3 separate regions of the Mus musculus genome follow, and all the other regions are linked to region 3. Evidence: chromatin contacts called from public promoter capture Hi-C data. All regions are on one chromosome and are shown on one strand. Each heading gives the region's core, a stretch centred on a gene start, on an enhancer-like site or on the middle of the called end of the contact. The rest is flanking DNA. Distances are from core to core; before and after follow the strand shown. Region 1 holds the start of Tmem94 (transmembrane protein 94). Region 2 holds the start of Fdxr (ferredoxin reductase). Region 3 holds the start of Birc5 (baculoviral IAP repeat-containing 5).

Region 1 (3,998 bases), core at 288-2,787, 2.1 Mb before region 3:
TGCCACCAGGTTCCTGCTCAGTTTTTCTTGTCCTGACTGAGTTCTTATCTTGACTTCCTTGAGGATGAACCAAAGTGTGAGCTGAATAAAGCCTTCCCTCCCTCATGCTTCTTTGATCATGGTGTTTTATCACAGCAAGCGTAACCTTAACTAAGGCAGGATTCCCCAAGGGCTCCAGGTTTTGTGGAATGAAGTAGAAAGACCCCAGACCCAGGTAACTAACCAGTTCTGTGCAACAGACAGGGAAGCAGCATGGGAAGGGAGTGTTTGGGCTAAAGTTTCACACGGGCATGTATTTGCATATTGGCTGGGGGTTTTGTTTGTTTGTTTTGAGACAGGGTTTCTCTGTGTAGCCCTGGCTGGCCTGGAACTCACTCTGTAGACCAGGCTGGCCTCAAACTCAGAAATCCTCCTGCCTCTGCCTCCTAAGTGCTGGGATTAAAGGCGTGTGCCACCACTGCCTGGCTGCATTTTGGCTGTTATTAGCTGCAAAGAAATGTAAAAGCTCAGAGAGCTACTGAACAAAGTACTCCAGCATGTTTAAGACTGTAGTGAGTCCATGTGGCAATGAGCCCTGAAAGTGGCTATGTGGCTATCTCCATCATGTTATGAGCATCTATGGTTATGTGGAGAGATTTGGACTTCTCCATCTGTAGTGATAAACTACAGATGTTTGTGTTGAAGGTTTGTGCCAAGGTTCTATGAGTGTTCAAGGTAACAGCTGAACTGGTTTAAACAGAGTTAAATCAGTAAAATGGCTTCTTGTCTAGCCGAAAAGAGGGATTGTAATCGCATGATTAAATTCATTATTATAAGGAAGGGGCTCTTTTTTCCCAGGACCAGATATGACCCTTTCTGACTTCATAAACAGAAAAAAAAACTTTTTTTTTTTTTTTCTAAAAGCAACCCTTCCAGACTTAGATCTCTGGGAAAATGGAAGTAAATACTGACACAGGCTTATTTTGTTTTCCCAAGAGAGGGTTCCCAAGCGATTTCTCTAATTAGTCTAGAAAAAAAAAGTTGTTTTCAAGCTTGTTTTTCCTTTTAGATTTCAAATGAACTGAGGGTGAAATAACAGTATTGCTTTAGATTCTCCAGCTTTGGTTGGTCCATAATATTAGTACTGAGGGACTTTTAAAGATTAAGGAAGAATTGAAGAAAATACAGATAAGGCGATTTTTCAAGGGCCTCATTAAAAAATAATAAAGGGCAGAAGGTATCACCTGACCATGGCTCTAGAAAAATTTAGTGGGTAAACTAATGGGGAGGAAATTGTATGATTGCCTCTAGTCTGGTTCTATAGCGCTAAAAACGCGGGAGCTTCGTGCCGGAGATAGGACCCAGGCTTCCCCGGATCGCTTTAGAGTAACAATCACACAATTCCGCCAGGCTCCCGGAGGGGCGGTGGAGGTTACAGCTGAGCGCACCAAACAGCCAATAACAAATCAGAATCTTCCGCCTACCTCGAATTTCAACCAATCAGCGTCGGGATCTTTGGCTTGTTGGCCTGCGCGTCTGTTGCTGGGGGAAGGCGGCAAGCCTCCTCAGAGTTGCCCACAACGGACATGGCTGCGGCCCCTGGAGGCGGGGAGGTGAAGTGAGGAGGGGGCAGGGAGGGGTGAGGACGCGGGCGAGGAAGACCGTCCGAGGGGGCCCCGGTAAGTACGAGAAGGCCCGCGGCCCGAAGTGGGGAGCAAGGGGGCGTGGGGCTCGGCCTGCTGCGCCCTCTGAGTTCCTACCCGAGGCGAGGAGCGCCTGGGGTGTGCACCTAGCAAGTGGCACCAAAGGGGGTGTCTCTCTGTGCTGGAGGAGAGGGGCCGGCCGGCGCCTGCCTGCAACTCCGGGCCGGCTCCTTCCCTCACGTCCTCAAGGGTTTTTTGGTTTGTTTGTTTTCGTTTTCTCATGTCCCCTCTCTGTCCTGGCTTGCCCCTTGCCGGGGTCCCACGTCAGAAATAAAGGTTGTGTCCAACAAAGAACCCTTGGCCCAGGTCCGCCGTGGCTGGGCCCCGGGCCAGCGACTGCCAATCCTGATGCCACGAGTGTTTATTTGTAGGCCCCTGGGTGTCCCCGGCCCAAATAAAGGCGGTTTTCTGCCACAGCGCGCGCTGTGCTCGCCGCCCGGAGTGGACGGGATCTCTGCACCCGCCCGCCTGCTAGACACTGCGAGGGACTTCCAGTTCAGTGCAAGGCTGCGATGTTGCAGTTGGGGCGTGCTTCCCCGATTTTAGAGTCACATAAAGATGCTTCGGAAGCCAGCGTAGCACCACAGCCTTTGCAGTTCTGTAAAGCAGTTTCCCTGTTTTTTCCCTACCGCGAAACCCTACAGTTAAAAGCCTTGGGGGAAGGTTCAGTACCTAAAGCAACAACAAATAAGAGTGACGGAGGGAATAGAAAAGTTTGACGGTCACTTTCAGAGTCAGACCATTGTACAGTGTAGGCTCATCCTGGAGAACGAATTAGCAGTTCAGACAGAGTCCCCGGACACTCTGCAGTGGAATGTCACCGGCTGTATTCGCTGTCACTTCTCTCTTGGCAGAATTACAAGCAGGGGAACCTAGAGTCTGGCGAGCACTGCATTAACAAGCTACCTCTTTGATAATCAGTACCCCCAGGTAGTTTGAGAGGTAACTGCCCTTGAACGCCCGCCTCTGCACATTCCACTTGGTATAAGACCTCAATAGATGGTTAGAAGACAGGCAGGAGGCTGGCCAGGCCACAAGAGGGAAAGAAATCAGAAAACACTTGACATTTCTATTTTAAGTGGCTAGGAAGTGCCAGCTCCCAGGGAAGAGAGTCAACCTCAACCGTTTGGAAGGCTTACCTCCTGAAGAACGAATTAGCAATAAAGGTCACAGTCCTTGTGCTCCTCCCTGCTCCTTTCCCCTAAATTGGACTCCAGAATCAATTTCTATACAGCAGTCAGATGCTTACTGCCGACACGCTAGGTATTATTTAACCTGTCGTGGTCAGTGAGCTGGAAAGACCTTCGGGGCCTCTAAGGACACCCCTGATTTCCGAGTGAGAAGGCTCCTGGTCTCCCACTGCACCTTGCGGTAACCGGTAACCCCGTGTCGGTGGTTTTTATTCCGTTGCTATTGTGTCTGTGTTCTGTTCACTGCGCTGTCTTCCATGGCTGAAAAGATAAGTTTCTGTAATAGGGTTTGAAAGTCTAGTTTGCAGGCGGGCTTAAGTGAAGTAAAGGTTAGGCCGCTGCAGAATCGGAAAGTTTTCCTTCCAGAAGACTCAGCCATTGTGGTTTGGTGATCAGGGGTTTGTATAATCATCAGCTTGGCCTGCGGCTGCCGGCTTGGTAGTAAACAGTGCTGGTCACATGGTGTGGGAAGGAGGGAAAGGGCCAGATTTCAACCCAACCTTGACGCTCTCTCCTCCCTAACCCTGGTACATCTCACTATGGAGTTGTTTTTGGTTTTTGTTTTTTCAAGACAGGGTTTCTCTGTGTAGCCCTGGCTGTCCTGGAACTCACTTTGTAGACCAGGCTGGCCTCGAAGTCAGAGATCCTCCTGCCTCTGCCTCCCGAGTGCTGGGATTAAAGGCGTGCTCCATCACTGTCCGGCCACTGATAGAGTTTTAACATAATCGTGTGATCTCGGTTTTTATAATTTCGGGATCCACTGGAAGAAGACTCTTGTGCTAAGCAGCCTTCCTTTGCGGGAAGTTCTCAGAACCTACCGGGAAACGAGGAAAGACGTTATTGATGAGAGACACAGAGGCGTATAAACCTGCCCTGGGCTGCAGCAAACTCAAAAGACAGCAGCACCGCTTTGGGAATGTTAGGCAGAGCCAGAGTTTGCTGGGTTTTTCTTTTTAGTAGTGGTGAAATAATGCATTTCCTGAGACTTAGCACAAGATCTGTGGCAGTTAGTACATTTGTGTTATTGTAAGACCACCACTGCCACCCATTTCTAAAGATTTATTTATTATATGTAAGCACACTGTAGCTGTCTTCAGACACTCTAGAAAAGGGCATCAGATCCCAT
Region 2 (4,469 bases), core at 1,364-3,863, 2.6 Mb before region 3:
CTATATCTGTGAGTGTCAGGATCTACCCCCAGCCCCCAGGGAGTTTGCTTAAAACTGCTGATTCTGAGAGTCCTAGTCATAGAGTTTGGTTAAATCTGAGCTGAACCCAGAAATGCTTATTTAGATAAAACCGCTCCAGCAGGGAACATGGAGAGCGTCCAAAGAAAGCCACTCAAGTCTACAACGTGGTCAGTGGTCTCTGGGTACCTTGTGATCTGGGCCCTCACCTCTTCACCCCTCAGATACTCAATGGCCTTCTGGAATAGGCTCTGGAATGATGGCTCAGGGCCACTCTCCTTCCTCTGGCCTTCATCCACATAATTCCTCATTCTTGAGGCTATTTTATTCTCATATGCTCCATAAAATACAGTTTGCACACCTCTCCCTCTAGACTGGGCTAGGGGTTACCCCTAGCTTAAGCCCTAAAATACCTTGTAAACCAGCCTCCTCGAGCTACACTGTCAGGTCCATAAACACACCCGCGTGCCTGCAGGTCAAGATCCGCCCACTGAGAAGACACAAAAAGCCCTGCCTTCTAGATCCTATTCATTCCCTCAACCTCAGTGCCCCTTACAAGTACCCTCCCTAATACCAACCACACCACCCACATACCCACCCCAACCCTGAGAACCCCTGGGTCTCCATCCCAGAGCCCAGGCTGTCCTTCAGCAGTGGCCTTGCACTCCAGGCTGACTCATGTCGGAACCTGGGAGCTTGCTGAAGCCCAGACATGACCTTTGGTGCTTCTCAAATATACATTCTCTAGGGACAGCTTCTGGTAGCGCTGACCTGTGTAGATCATGGTATGTAGCTGCAGAGTCATGCATAGGTCACTTCACAGCAGAGGTCTCCATGAGACCCTCCTAGTGTCAGCTCCAGGTAAACCAGGCCACTGGGTCACTCTGCCTTTCAAACATTTGTATGTGATATCAATATAATCATCGTTTTTTCTTCTGTCCCGTTGGTATTACAAGCCCCTCTAAAGTTCAGACACTGTCTTGTCTCAGTCAAGCTCAGTATTCCTTACTTTTTAAAATTACTTATTTTATCACTTTTAGTTATGTATGTTGTGTGTGTGCAAGAATGAAGGGCCAAGCAGAGGCCAGAAGAGGACATTGGGTTCCCTGGAGCTGAGTTGTGAGCCACTGTGTGGGTGCTGGGAACCCAACTCCCATCTTTTGGTCCTCTGTGAGACCATAAACACTCCTAACCACGGAGCCTTCTCTGCAGTACCCCGCCCCCTTCCTCTTTTGCTTTAAGGTCTGAGACAGAGTTTCCAGTACATCTGGCAACCTTGAGGCCCTGTCTGGCAAGACTAATACTGAAAGCTTTGAGACCTTGGCCTTTGTGGAAGAGAATGGTCGTGGGGAGGGCGCAAAGCTGCAGACAAGATTGCCTTGAAATATAAAATGCTGGAGATAAAGAAGCGTAAAGATAAGGGGAGGCGAAAGCCATCCCATTAGACTGAAAAAGACTTCCCTACAAAGCAGAAGACAGCTGCCCATCTGTCCCCAACCACCATCCATGGAACAAATGCATGTCTCTCACAGCTGAGGACCTAGGGCGCCTCAGCTATACCTGTGGAATCAGTTAGAAAGAACACAGCTTACATTAGTCAAAAGCCCCTTCCTTGTCAGACAAACCAAAGGGCTGGAGCCTACCCCCAGAATTGGGACAAGAAATGAATGGTAAGAAGGGAGCCTGGAAGGAGTGCCTCGCTTACCTTTAACAAGTGTTGGGCTGTGTAGAAGCCAGCTGGGCCACTGCCGACCACACAGATCTGAGGGGTCTTCTCCTGTGTGGAGAACTTCTGGCAGAAGCCTGGGGCTAGGTAGAGCAGGGGACAGCAGGGTCAAACCAACACCCTCCTACCACCCCAAACCAATTCTGTCCAGTTGCACCTTGCCTTCACCCTCACCTGCATCTTCCTTTTTCCGTTCCTCAAAGCTTCACCATTTCATCTGAATGCCAGAGCTGTCTTTATCCAGAACCCCATGTCTCACCCATGAACAATAACAAATAATCTGCCCCAGACCCCCTTATCCCCCAAGCTGTCCTGCACAGCACTATCTTTCTTGAGAGGTTCCTTATGTGATCTCATGTCTTCATATGCCCATCACGTTTCTATTTTGCTTTTTTCTAGCCCTTCTTTCCCCCACAGAACTCTATTGCTCATCTCCTCACCTCGAATTTGCCTGTCACCTCCGTTCACCTCGTATCACACATAAAGACCTCATGGTCTATCCTTTTAGCCTTTACTGAGCTGTCTTACCCAGGACGCCTTACATCTCTTTGCACAGATCCTCCCCTCTCCATCACTCCCATTTCTCCCGCAAGAGCAGACACGTTCAGCTTTGCCCCTCTCCAGCCCCGCCTCAGCTCTGCTCGGACCCCCGCTCTTGATCACAGGCCTCCCCTCGCCCTGGTGCAGCCCCCAAGAGCCCTGCTCCTACTCGGAGTGCTCCTGGAGGGAGACGGCCGAAGCCCAGACCACGCGGACCAGCGCCACCAGTGCCAGCAGCGAGGAGCCATGGCTGAGAAGTGCAACCAGCAAGCGGAAGAGCTAGCAATGACTCTAGTGCTGAGCGCAGGTCCAGCAGCCCGCCGAGGACGCTCCTCTGGACCCGCCCATCACTGGAGCCCCGCCCCAAGCCTCGCCTCCCGCTTGCTTAGAAACATCAACTTGGAGACTTCACCAAGATTTCCGAAATAACCACGCCCCCAAAGAGAACCATGCCCCCATCTCGCCAAGGCCCCGCCCCCAGAACGTCCAATCCTCAAAAGCTTATCAAATTTCTCCGGTCTTCCTAGTACCTCCAGATGCCGGAAGTCTAGATTTGAAGAAACGCGAATCCCCTATGCTGTTTCAGTTGCTCTTGAAGAAGGGAGCCAATTGGAAAGGAGCTTACTTTATGTAAAGCTTGCCGCTCGCTGATGACGCAATGCCCCGTTGTCGTTGTTTGAGTGATTTTTGTATCAGCCAATCAGAAGGCCAGAGCCCGGAAGTCTCGTGTATCCGCTATTCTTGACTCCTCGATTTTTAAGTCTGGATGTTGAACTGATGTAGCCTCAAACAGCTACTTGTGCGTGTCAGAGAAGGACAAGTGTTAAACTCTCAAGAGCTTATTTCTAGTCACCCTCTTCCCACGATGGGGGAGGAAACACGCGAAGAAGTTCCCCCTCTGGCACTGAGACCAGAGCCCGACCTTCGACCCTGGTCCGACAGTACAGGGATCAGGGTGAGACCGTACCTTAGGGGGCACCCAAAAGCTCAGTAGTCAAGGTAAATCATTCATATTCCATGTTTTAAAAGAAAATTGATGCAAAGCCTAAAATCAATATCTTTTAAAAGTTTTTTCTAACATTTATATATTTTATTACATTATTTATGGGGGCCGGTGTACACTTGCCACAGCGTTCGCGTGGTGTGTGGTAGTCAGAGGACAGCTTATAGGAGTTGGTTCCCTCCTCTACGTGAATTCCTGGGTTTCAGACTCATTTAAGGCTGAGGGCAAGCAACTTTACCCTCCAGCCGACCCACACATGTTTTCTACACAAGAACAGGACCTGAAGAAGGGTGAATGCTTAATGTGCACATGATCCTGGTTTCGATTACACCACAAAAAATATAATTAAAATAAGGGCAGGACCCATTGTCACCTCTAACCAGACAAGCCCAGTGCTTCTCTGAGAGTCCTTCTCCTTCTTGGAAGACTAACCTGTCATCCTCACAACATCTGATTCTTGTTTATTCTTGTTGAAGATTGAACCCAGGGACTTACAAAATTGCTCTACGTTTTAACTGCCCCCTGCCTCGCCCCGCCCCGCCCCGCCCCTAGCTGAATCTTCTATTCCATAATTCAGGTACAAAGCTAGCCTGGGCTGTATACAGAGTGGCACCTGATCTCACAAAACAGTATGCCACTTGTTTTGTGAGAGGGAAATGGCAGTAGGAACGTGGTCATACCAATGGAAACTGGCTTGACTGACCTGACTGTAATCTGGAATTCTTGGGCCAGATGAACGGCTAGGTGACAGCTTGGTGAACTTCATGCTGAGTCAGTCCATTTCAACTTTCAGGCTGGTCTGCTGGAGCCTTGTGTAGGAGCTTAATAATCCAGAAGTTTCCCCTGTTTTGTATTTCATATTTTTTACACTATTTTAAGAATGTTTTTAGCCATGCTGCGGTGGCACTGGGGAGGCAGAGGAGGGCAGAACTGTGAGTTCGAAGCCAGCCTGGTCTACAGAGAGAAGACAAAAGAACAACAACAAAAATGAAGGTTATTTTTAGTTGAAGTTTGACATACAGAGAAGTGCATTCATTCCCACCATAGTTGATGGGTTATGAGACTGTAGGTGTAATAATGTGACCTACAACCAGACTGAGAACCAAAACTCAGTATCCCAGAATCCTCTGCTCAACTAATCACTCCCCACTTTGTTTGTTTGTTTTGTTTTTCAAGACAGTG
Region 3 (4,316 bases), core at 1,536-4,035:
AGCACAGATTGCTCTTCCAAAGGTCCTGAGTTCAAATCCCAGAGACCACATGGCGGCTCATAACCATCTGTAATGAGATCTGATGCCCTCTTCTGGGATGTCAGAAGACAGCTACAGTGTACTTACATAATAAATAAGTAAATCTTTAAAATAAAAGGAAATGCAGGATAGAGAGACAGCCTCCATGTGACAACCGGGGAAGACAGGCCTCACCCCCAGCCCCCACCCAGGTCTAGGGCAACAAAGATGGAATAGAGTAATAACTGAGGAATATCAGAGGGGGGTGTGTTAGCCACGTGGTTGGGAGTGGCCCAACCATTGAGCCCAGAACATTGGGGCGGGTAGCAAGGAACTACCACTGGTGCCAGGTCGATTTCAGTAGGATTAATTAGTAACTGCAAGAGACATGGCTCAGAGGTTAAGAGCACTGGCTGCTCTTCCAGAGGTCCTGAGTTCATAACCATCTGTAATCAGATCTGCTGCCCTCTTCTGGCCTATAGACATACATTCAGGCAGAACGCTGTATACATAAATAAATAAATCTTTAAAAAATGTTTTTTGACTTAGGGCTGGGGAGATGGCTCAGTGAGTATGAGCACTTACTGTGTTCTTACCGGAGTTTGAATCCCTAGCACCAGTCTTAAAGGCCAGGCATGGCCACTGTGTATCTGTAAACCCAGCACTGTGAGGGGCAGAGGCAGGAGGACCAGTGGAGTTTCTGGTAGCCAGTGAGAAACTGTGTCTCAAGGGAATAGGGTAGAGAGTGTTAGAGTCTAACACCCAATGTACTCTGGACTCCACATGCATGTTTAGAAGTGTGTGCACTTACATATATGTACATACACCCACCCCCCCACCCCGAAACAAATCCCACATACAAGTACACACTTTTGAGCTGGGCTGGAACGATAGCTCTTTGGCAGAGTGCTGACCTAGCATGCATGAGGCCCTGTGTTTAAATCAGGCATGGTGGTGTGTGCCTATAATCCCAGCATTTGGGAGATGAAGGCAGGAGGATCAGAAGTTGTTTTATGAATTCAAGGCTAGCCTGGGCCACACTAGACCCTGACTAGGGTTTTTTCCTTTTGTTTTTGACTCCAGTTGGGCACGGTAACGACGACCTATTATTGTAGCACTAGGGAGTGTTGCTTGGTTTTTGCGCTACCACACTTCTGCTTCCCTTCCAACCTCCCAATGCTAGGAAAGAAAGGAGGTTAGAGGGGAAGGGGCGTAGACCTCTTTAGGCTACTTCCTGTTGATTTGGGATACTGGGCTCCTTGGGGCCTGTCCAGTCTTCTTCATCATTAGAATATCCAACTTCTTGTCTCTGCTTATGAATATTTGACAAACTGCAACAACAGTAACCAGGAGCAGCAGGTGGAGCAGCAGCAGGGTCGGGGAGCAGGAGCAGCAGCAAGCAGTGGGAGCACGGGGAACAGCAGGGGGAGGAGCAGCCTCTTCAGAGCACCCCTGTCTCTCTCAGGGCTCAAGGCATTTATACCCTCTAAAGACTTCCCAGAATTCCAAACAATAAACGCTCTCCTGAAGTTGGCAAAAATCACACCCTTGCGCAAGGCAAACCCTAATTATTTGCTGGGAAGCCACCTCTTACTCCACACCTGGGATTAAAACAAAAACACATTCATAAAACATAACTGGGCTTTTAGAGAAACTCAAATTCTCACTACAGGGAAGAGTCCTATCTGAACCGGGCCATGAGAGAGGAGAGGAAGAGATGAGAGAGGGAAGAGGACCAAGAGAGAAGTGGAAAGTTTCAGACCAAGGGAGCAAGCTGTAGAAATGGCTGGTCTATACAGGGAAGAGAAGCTCAAACGCTGGACTGGTGAGGTTTAGGATAGGGGCAGGGTGAGAAGAGCTGGGGGGAGCCACAGGAATTGATACTTGATCCATGTTTCTTCGGGACGTGACAAAACCCCTCTTGTTCCAGCTGCCTATGTGGTATGATCTGTTCTTCCTCACAATCTGTGAGGTGGCCTGGAGCTCATTGGAGGCCCACTGGCAGGAAGCCTACTGAGATTTATTGAAAAGGAAACCGAATTATCAGGGCACTCGTTTGCAACGCCAACCTGGGCTGTGTTCGGGGCATGCCCAGCCTGCTGTCTGCAGTGTGAAGCTCTTTAGAAGCCACTGCAACCACAGGCCGCCCGACAGGAACAGAGACACTGAAAACGGGCCCGCAGCAAGGCAGGCTCAGCAGCCAACAGTCACACCCAGGAAGCAGTATTTTTCTTCTGCTCCTGGACTCTCTTGCGGTGTATGGCTGCTTCCCTTTGGTCTGAGCCAGGCCGATGGTCTCAGAAATAGACACCCATTGACTTTCTTTTCCAGCGCTGGGACATACAGACCCCGCCTCCATCCCAGGGTGTCTATAGGAAGGATGGCGGCTGCTGCAGGGAGGAGGGTCTCCTGTCTTCCTAAGGGCGCCCCTCCACCAGCCTGTGGGTGGGTCCGAGGCACTTCCATTCCGATATCTAGCTGGCCAAATCCTGCAAACCTTGAGGCAGGAAGAACCTGCAGAGCACATGGGACTTGCAGCGGACATGCTTTAAAGAGGTGCCCCAGGCCCGTCCACCGCCCTCGGCCACCCTCCGTGTCCTCTGGGGAGCAGCTGCGGAAGATTCGAGTCAGAATAGCAAGAAGGAACCGCAGCAGAAGGTACAACTCCCAGCATGCCCTGCGCCCGCCACGCCCACAAGGCCAGGCGCAGATGGGCGTGGGGCGGGACTTTCCCGGCTCGCCTCGCGCCGTCCACTCCCAGAAGGCAGCGGGCGAGGGCGTGGGGCCGGGGCTCTCCCGGCATGCTCTGCGGCGCGCCTCCGCCCGCGCGATTTGAATCCTGCGTTTGAGTCGTCTTGGCGGAGGTTGTGGTGACGCCATCATGGGAGCTCCGGCGCTGCCCCAGATCTGGCAGCTGTACCTCAAGAACTACCGCATCGCCACCTTCAAGAACTGGCCCTTCCTGGAGGACTGCGCCTGCACCCCAGAGCGAGTGAGTCCCAGCTTCCAGCGACTCCACCCTGGGCCCGACGGTGCCTTAGTTGTGTGACCCGGGATCAGAACCCGCTATCCCCACCCTCGCTTCGTACTGTTAGCCAGGCTGCTTTGCTCTGCTCTGTCCTCCACGAGGCCACCCCCCCCCCCCGCTCTCCCCACCCTCTGCCTGAACCACTGTTAGCCTCCGGGCCTCTTCCCACTGTCCTCAGTTCTCGGCCCGGAACGATCTCTGGGAATCATGGGATAAGGTCAGACTGTTGATCCCGCTCACGAGCTGTCATTTTCAGATGGCGGAGGCTGGCTTCATCCACTGCCCTACCGAGAACGAGCCTGATTTGGCCCAGTGTTTTTTCTGCTTTAAGGAATTGGAAGGCTGGGAACCCGATGACAACCCGATGTAAGTCCCACAGGCTACTCTCGGTGGGTTTCCTGGTGTTCCCCTTCCATTGAGAGCCTTTTGGGTTGAACTGGAGTTGGGACAAACCATTTGTATTTAGTAGAAGAGCATGCTTCTTGCTCAAGTGTTCCAGTTATACAGCTCAGACTAGTCTTGAATTCTCAATTTCTGCCTTGGTTTCCTGAGTGTTGCCAACATGCATGGTTTTGCCTGAGGTTTTTTTGTTGTGTTTTGTTTTTGTTTTAAAACAGGGTTTGTCTGTGCAGCCTTGGCTGTCCTGGAACTCACTCTGTAGACCAGGCTGGCCTCGAACTCAGAAATCCGCCTGCCTCTGCCTCCCAAGTGCTGGGATTAAAGGCGTGCAGCACCACTGCCCAACCAAATTTTTAAATATGTTATTATTACTTAATTTATATTTCTATTTGTGTATGTTTGGATGTGGGTGTCATGGTGGATGTTGGTGTCAAGACAGCTTGGGGGGATAACTTCTCTCTTATTGTGTTGGTCCCTGGAATTGAGCTCAGGTGAGCAGGTTTGGCAGCAAGCATCCTCACCTGGGCCATTTCAGTGGCCCCTGTTTGGTTTCAGACCCCAGGAGTAGGAACTGAGGTGCTTATTCTACATATCAAAGCAGACCTGGACTCCAGGCTCTCCCAGCATCCCTCACTCCCTCCCTGGCATACTTTGCCCCCAACTCTGAACTTCCAGCCCAGGAACTGGGCAGCCCTTCCCCCCAGAGGCTCCACCCTATATAATCCAGGCATTTTGGACTTCTCTTCTTCTCTCTCTACATGTGTTCTTTCTCTCACCTTCCCATGGTGACTCCCCTGGCCTCAGTCCTTGAGCCCAGTGAATTCACCTGGGAGCAGCTTTCCAATAAACCTGCATTTCATAACATCTAATC

The links. Promoter capture Hi-C pulls out the DNA fragments that hold promoters and counts their contacts.
Region 1: a contact with region 3 is called in a promoter capture Hi-C map of pre-B cells, with 2.3 times the contacts expected there. The contact joins the promoter of Tmem94 here to the promoter of Birc5 in region 3. A contact is called at or near these places in 2 of 39 promoter capture datasets (hippocampal neurons and pre-B cells).
Region 2: a contact with region 3 is called in a promoter capture Hi-C map of liver, with 4 times the contacts expected there. The contact joins the promoter of Fdxr here to the promoter of Birc5 in region 3.

Annotation. Positions count from the first base shown.
Region 1 is chr11:115,763,896-115,767,893 of GRCm38.p6, forward strand. Tmem94 (transmembrane protein 94) reads left to right here and starts at 1,538. Exons shown (of 32, transcript NM_028014.3): 1 at 1,538-1,658.
Region 2 is chr11:115,274,356-115,278,824 of GRCm38.p6, forward strand. Fdxr (ferredoxin reductase) reads right to left here and starts at 2,614. Exons shown (of 12, transcript NM_007997.1): 1 at 2,454-2,614; 2 at 1,724-1,827. The coding sequence starts at 2,532. It overlaps Fads6 (fatty acid desaturase domain family, member 6), which reads right to left. Exons shown (of 6, transcript NM_178035.5): 6 at 4,272-4,469.
Region 3 is chr11:117,846,452-117,850,767 of GRCm38.p6, forward strand. Birc5 (baculoviral IAP repeat-containing 5) reads left to right here and starts at 2,786. Exons shown (of 4, transcript NM_009689.2): 1 at 2,786-3,010; 2 at 3,303-3,412. The coding sequence starts at 2,900.